2 separate regions of the Drosophila melanogaster genome follow, and region 1 is linked to region 2. A link is a contact called in public HiChIP or PLAC-seq data. All regions are on one chromosome and are shown on one strand. The core of a region is the stretch at or near the end of the contact, and the rest is flanking DNA. Distances in the headings are between cores, read along the strand shown. Region 1 holds the start of CG9663. Region 2 holds the start of ND-B14.5B (NADH dehydrogenase (ubiquinone) B14.5 B subunit).

Region 1 (3,421 bases), core at 836-3,335, 160 kb before region 2:
CCCTACCCCAGGTACCCCCCCCCCCCTCCCGCCATCAAGCGCGCACAGAAAAGAGCAATTTTGGTGTCCCCCAAAGGGGGCGTGGCATGGGGCAATTACCTGGGTGAGAAATCATCGCCCCGTCTAGATTGATCGGAGTCAACTGGAATATCAATTACGCAGTTTGCGCCACAATTGGAGCGATCATCAATAACGAACGATAAAAGTAATGCACTGAACATGAGAAATTACTAGGGGAGTTCCGAGAAATTCCGCGGGCTTGTGTGCCATCCAAAAATAAAAAAAAGCAAGGGTTTCTCCGCTATCTAATCAAGAACTTTGAAGGCTCAAGCCCAGGAACCCAACTCAATCAAATGGGATTCTTCTGCTTTGGACTCACCATTTGCGATTCACTCTGCGCTCGAGTCTCCACCGAATTGTTGACTTTTCAGCTGATGGCCTCGCAGGCAATAATTATAAGTTTTCAAGTTTTTGTTTACGCCCAACACTCTTACGGGCTCTTTGTTTTTCCCCCGACCACTGGCCGGTAAACATTCACTCGTCGAATTTGTATAATTTTTTAGAAATAAAAGAAACAAACACTGGGTGGTTTTCGGGGGCGGGAAATGGATATTCCAACACTCGGCACTTATGCGGGATATTTGCAAAATAATTATATTTCCGCTCGTCCGTTTACGCTTTTATTAATATCTATTTCACAAACAATTTCCACTTTTTGTTTACACTTTGGATATTTATTTTGAATTCTACTTGATTTGCATTTTTTAGGATTTCCTTCACTTTTTCACCAAAATTAACGGCTCACTCCCTTTATGCATATGATTTGCATTGCAATTTATTCAATTTCCGTTTCCGCTTCTTTCACGCGGAACACCGAACGCACTTTGGACAAACTTGCACTAAAAATATTATGCATCAATTTTAATTTCTTCCTTCCGTTCACATTACCTGTCGTGCAGGCATAATTTAATCACTAATTCAATTTCGAATTTTAATTGCTTTGAGTTCCGCGCCAAAATCCGTTCGCAGACGACGATCAATCGATTCAGAAATTCAACCGGTAGGTGCGAAAAGTTACGTAGCCGACACGGAGTCCGGGACAAGTTGAAGCAACAAGCGTTTTTGGCCGAATGATAACAATTGCCGACTGCCAACCTTTGCGTTTGCATTTACTGCGAGCTTTTACGCAAAAGCTCTACTGCACGCATTGTTTTTCGGACGTCAGATGCGTGGGAATGGTAAGGTCGGCGCCTGATAAATGGGAAATCGAGGTGTATTCATAAGAAATTCTTCTTGAAATTAATTAGTTTTTCTCTTAAATTCAGCATGTTTAGTTAAAAGAAAGATAGACTGTAGATTAGAAGAACTTAGGCAACCCCTTTTTCATATTAACAAAAAAAGTAAATGGTCGAAACTCTACTAACACTATTCTAACAATAAGAATTTAAATTTTCCCGCCATTGGGTGTAACTAAAAATCGAGTATGGCAATGCTGCAGCTTAGTGGTGGGTTTTGGTGCATCGATAAATGTGCTAACGCCTTTTTTTTTTTGAATGTTTGGTGTAAGTTGCCAGATGGTAAACGCAGAAAAACGTTTTATTTCAAATTCTGAAGTTGATGAAAAGACAATTCTAAGAAAATAGCACAGCATTTAGGTGATTTTGGCAAACAAAGTATATACGCATTATTTACTTCAAACATTGTGGCGGGCAGCTACCAGATGAGCACTGTCATAGTCATAAAAAAAAACTGGTTTGACTGGTTTTTCGTCGTTCTTTGTTTGACTGCGACTTGTAATTGCACACTGGCGGGCAGGAAAACAAAGGAGTTGGGATGGGAAAACCTCCCCGCATCAGGAGTTCAAAAAAAAACAAAAAGAGCAGTGAAAACACGAGCTAGAAGAAAAAAACACCCCCGCAGAAGAGAGAGTCGTAAACAAAAACCATGGGCGTCGCTCTGCGAGGGGTTTCGCTTGTCATTGGAAAGACAGCTGATTGCGGCGCTCTCGCGCTCTCCCCTCGTTATCTGTGAGAACTAATACTAATCAGCGCAGTTCATATTTTCAACTTTCCTGAATTCATTTTCATTCCGTGCCATGCCAACGGCCGCTAAAGATCGCGCTGTTCTTCGGTTCTACACAAGATATAGCCATCTATATAATTACGCGCGGTAATTCTCAGTCCAGTAGCAGTACTGTGTGTGCGTGTGTGAAGTGTGTGAGCTGCACTTGGCGGCTTATCAGTTGTTGCATTGCCACAGTGATAATCGCTCGGAATCGAACTGAATATTTTTGTGGTTTGCCTTTGGTAGCCTTTGGCCCCCATCACCCCTACACCCGTCGCAGCCAACACCCATGTCCCTGATAAGCCGCAAAATGCCTCAGAACCTGATATACTTTTTAGTGAGCACTACATACTAAACACTTAGTTAGGCTGTCTACTACCAATCGCGAAAGACGTGGAAATGAAGGAGGGCCCAATAAGTCGGCGGCTAGGTTAACACACATACACTCGCAGATAAATCAGCTGCTTTTTGGGGAGCAGGGCATGAAAATAGGGCCTAGTGCGATTAAAAGTGCGTCTCACTTACTCAAAACAAAGGCTAAAGAGAGCGACGTGCTAAATTATACATAAATACACACGATTTGCATCATAAAGAAGAAGATCGAGTGCATTTGCGAGCGCTACACAGCAAAACCAAAACAAGGGGCATATCGACTTTTGGAGTCACTTCGAAGCCACATAATATATTGTGCATTTGGTAAAAAAGGAATAGAATTATAGAGCTAAAATTAATATATAAAAGAAATATTGTCTTTACAATATATTGTAATTCCATGAAAAGTATTCATAGGCCGGACCGCATTTGCTGTAGCGCAATAATCTGGTGTCTTCCCTCCTCCTCCCCCGCAGAGCACGTTCTTTGTGAGCGGCGACTCTACGTGTGGCAATAACAACAAACATTGTTTATGCCAGTGGCGTAGAAAGGGGGTTTTGAGAAAATGTAGATACTGTAATTTGTCGTATGTGTTTACTATGCCCGCATGTCTTCAGATACACAAATAATTTCAAAATTTAACTCCAACCCCCTTGAATAGGTTTTAAGTCCGCCCCTGTGTGATACTCTCTCGTTTTACATGTGAGACCATGTGTGTTGGTGCGCTATTCTTGTTTTGGGGCATGGTCTGATTAGCAACAGGCGACCGAGTGTTCTCCGCCGTTCGAATTTTTATTAAATGGGTTGTCTGCCGGTCTCCCAGAGCCCTGCCCCCTTTAAGCCCCCCTCCCCAACGCCCTTGGCATAGGATAGAATGCGAATGAACTCACGCACACATAGACACGCGGAGAGCGAAATTAAAATTCAAATGAGCAACAGGCACGCACACACTCAAACACCGCGAAATACAAAATATTATTTATTC
Region 2 (3,498 bases), core at 584-3,083:
GCTGAAGATCTTCAACAATCAGGAATTTGCTCAGCTGCTGTCGCAGTCGGTGAACAATGGATTCGAGGCCGTCTACGAGCTGACAAAGATGTGCACGATCCGGATGTCGTTCGTGAAGGGCTGGGGTGCGGAGTATCATCGCCAGGATGTGACCTCGACGCCCTGTTGGATTGAAATCCATCTGCACGGGCCGCTCCAGTGGCTGGACAAGGTGCTCACCCAAATGGGCTCTCCGCATAATGCAATTAGTTCGGTATCCTAAGCTTAAGATGAGGCTCGAGTCCTCAATGGAGACGGAAGAGAAGGAACACAAAACCGGTAGCTAAATGATGAGTGCGTGTGAGTGAAAGCTAAGTGTGAAAAGACGTAGAGAACACAGGACAATGGAGAGAGCATAGGTCTGTAGGCCTGAGGATGGAGGTCCATGCCACTCAGTCGCAGATTTATATAGATGATGTACGGCAGCTACTCCAATACCCGCCCTTTGCCCATATTTTATAGTTTATCGTATGATTTTCTATGCGAATGTCATTCCTAACGCTAAAACAGAGTAATGAAAATGGACAGCGAGCTAAGAAACCAATTACAAAATGGTATAACTATTTACAATGATCTACATGCTATAATATTAATGATCTATGCCCATTGGCAAAACAGTTCTTGTTCAAGTCTATTTCAAGTGCTAATTATGTGTCATTGCAAAACTGCTTTAAATATAAAAACACATTGAATTAATCCTACCAACTTTAATTACATAAGGAACAAGTAACTTACGTAGGGATATGAAAACACTTATTGCAATACATTTCTTAAAATGATTTTGAAGAAGCCCTAGCTTATGTTTTATTTTTCTCATTTGCGGTTCGCCTTGGATCAACGAATTCAATGTTCAATATAGTTGATTTAAATATATATATGGTTTAACTAATTTTAAGTTGCAAACAAATCGAAAACATCAAACAAGAAAAGATACCAGCGAAATTTAAGAATGGAAAAATGCTACTGAATCAATACGTTTTCCCAGACAATGATCTTTTGTTATCTTAAGTAAAACTAATATTGTTTAGACCACGAGAAAATTGCCTTTTTATATAAATATACATGTATAACTTTACTCTAGTTATCGTAAGCTTATGATTTTCTCTGATTTTGTTTTGAATTACACTTTTGTGCGCAGAAAAATAAGTAGACGATAATAAAAAAAAAAACAAACGAAATGCTTACTTCTTAAATAAAACCTGTTTTTGACTTATGAGTTCTTTTTTTTTACTTTTTACGCTCGGATTTAAATAAGATATAAAAAGATATAATGTAAAAATAGCTGTATATTAGAGGCTTGGGCAAAACTTGGGCCTTACTAAAAAAAATTAATAATAATATTGTAATATTTGTGCCTGTTCGATATTCCACGTCGGCCTTTGATGTTGTGCGAATTGTGTGGAGCAAAGAAAAATTTAATAATGTCTTAATATCCAAGCAGCGATACTGATTACCAAACGAACAAGAAACAGAAATAGTTGCCTTGAAGTTTACTAGTTTTTGAATGCTATAAATTGCCTTAAATACGCCTTGCATGCCTCTTAATGTTAAACGTACTAATGTAATATTAAAAAATGAATTCAAATAAAAGGAAAAACATAAAACCCTGGCTTGAACTTGAGATATTTCATCATGTGGACAACATTTTTCATCAACGTTTTGAATTCGTTTATTTTTGGTTTGTTATTTCGGTTAGTTAGTTAGTGGCTAGTTGAATATTTATTCTGATTTTAGTGCGCGAGTGAATAATTTGTAGTTTCCAATATAAAAGGAACCAAATAAAGTTGGCAATGTGCAATACGTGTTTGTTTATATTATTTAAATTATATACAACTTACGTTTTAAATAATCGTTACGGAACTAGTTCAGTTCGCACGCTATCGATAGCTGAGAGTTCTGCCAGTGACATCGCTAACTGCGTTAGTTGCCCACCGCTATTGTTTTTCATCCTATCAACATGAGTGCCGTGAACGATCCGCTGGAACTTTTGACGAACAAGGGCACCCACGAGCCTTCTTTCCTCTCGCCGATATGGAATCCGATTGCCTGCGGTGTGGCCGGCGTGGGCGCGGCCATTTTCATCAACTGGGGCTTCCGTAAGCCCGTGTTTTCCGGTGAGTTTTCGCCCCGCTTCCATGTGACGTAACGATTGTTTTTGTCGCCTATAACTAACTAAATCGCAACGTATTCCAGGCATCCAGAAGCACATCGCCTTCGGAGCTATCGGCGTCGGCGCAGGAGCTTATTTCGATCAGAAGAGGAACGAGTACCTGGCCAAAAGGGACGCCGTCCTCCGGCACTACATCGAACTGCATCCCGACGATTTCCCGGTGAAGGGTAAGTGCGGCATGGATGCAAGCTAACCATTACTTACCGTTTTTGCCCCTTCCAGAACGCAAGACCTATGGCCAAGTGCTGGAGAGTTGGGTGCCAGTGCGCTAAGTGGATCTAAATCTTTGTTGTCAAACGAACGATGGAAGTAGTTAATAAAACAGCTTTAATTGTAAAACATATGAACACGAAAATGGAGCAAATGGATTGGGCATTCTATGGTTTTTTATTCGAAAGGAATTGCATGCATATTATGGACTTACAGCATATTGGCATAATGTTATGGTTTAAATTGATGGAATGTACCTAGGGCTTACATTTTTCGCAACTATTTAGTTTTGAAATAAATTTGTTAAGCTATGTTTTGGTTTGAGTCTCAGCTAGCGATTAGCGCACTTCTGTACCTGAAATTGGTGCGCGATACCCGGGAGTTATCGATTGCTCCAACGGTCCAAGTGCCATCTCCAGAAAGAGGCTTTGGCGAGCAAACGCTCTTTTGTCGCGGTGAAAAACGGATCGAACTTTTGGTAGGATGTGTCTGCGCAAAAAGTTTGTCCGCGAATAAATTACCATTTTTGAATAGCAGCCAGGAAGCTGAAAGAACGCGCTAAAAAATCAATAAAAAAATTCGAAATCCAACCAGCCAGAGATTGGATTTAAATATATATACACAAAAAATCTCTATGAAATAAACAACGTAATTTTAAGCCCAGTTTGTGTGCGTGTGTGCGTCTTCGTTTTACCGTTACAATTTACGAAAACCGAAATAAAGTGTAATCAGTGAAAAATAAATGCCAACACTAATAGTCAAACACAGCGAAACGAATTATTGTTAATTAATTGGCATTATAAGATTGTTTTTTTTTTCGACCCAGTAAAAGGTTAAGCAACTGAAAGTTTGGCGAAAGTTCACCGTCGGCTCAGTTCACCTGCAAATTTTCTTATCATCAGCAAACAACGATTATGGCGAAGGTAAGAAAAAGCCGAGCTCTTAATTTTATTACCAACTTATTTATTTATGAACAGATGCTGGTCTTTTCTCTTCCACGGCAAATGTTTGTCAATTTGGTTTTTATTTCATTGCTTGTGTGTGGGTGGGTGGTTCCTGCGGGTGGATACGTTTGTATG

What was found. HiChIP or PLAC-seq counts read pairs in DNA pulled down with a chosen protein or histone mark.
Region 1: a POLR2A S2P HiChIP or PLAC-seq map of the Kc167 cell line shows a contact between it and region 2, with 4 times the contacts expected there. The contact joins the promoter of CG9663 here to the promoter of ND-B14.5B in region 2. A contact is called at or near these places in 1 of 107 Hi-C or Micro-C datasets (the Kc167 cell line) and 1 of 6 datasets of contacts at active chromatin or transcription factors (the Kc167 cell line).

Annotation. Positions count from the first base shown.
Region 1 is chr2L:3,301,794-3,305,214 of dm6, reverse strand. It overlaps CG9663, which reads left to right and starts at 2,085. Exons shown (of 8, transcript NM_134916.4): 1 at 2,085-2,169. CG3277 reads right to left here and starts at 1,115. Exons shown (of 15, transcript NM_134918.4): 1 at 380-1,115.
Region 2 is chr2L:3,144,183-3,147,680 of dm6, reverse strand. ND-B14.5B (NADH dehydrogenase (ubiquinone) B14.5 B subunit) reads left to right here and starts at 1,833. Exons shown (of 3, transcript NM_001273062.1): 1 at 1,833-2,153; 2 at 2,233-2,376; 3 at 2,432-2,728. The coding sequence starts at 1,997. The coding sequence ends at 2,481. It overlaps toc (toucan), which reads left to right and starts at 2,895. Exons shown (of 11, transcript NM_057805.3): 1 at 2,895-3,342. The coding sequence starts at 3,334. It overlaps Mad (Mothers against dpp), which reads left to right. Exons shown (of 4, transcript NM_057669.3): 4 at 1-1,229. The coding sequence ends at 262.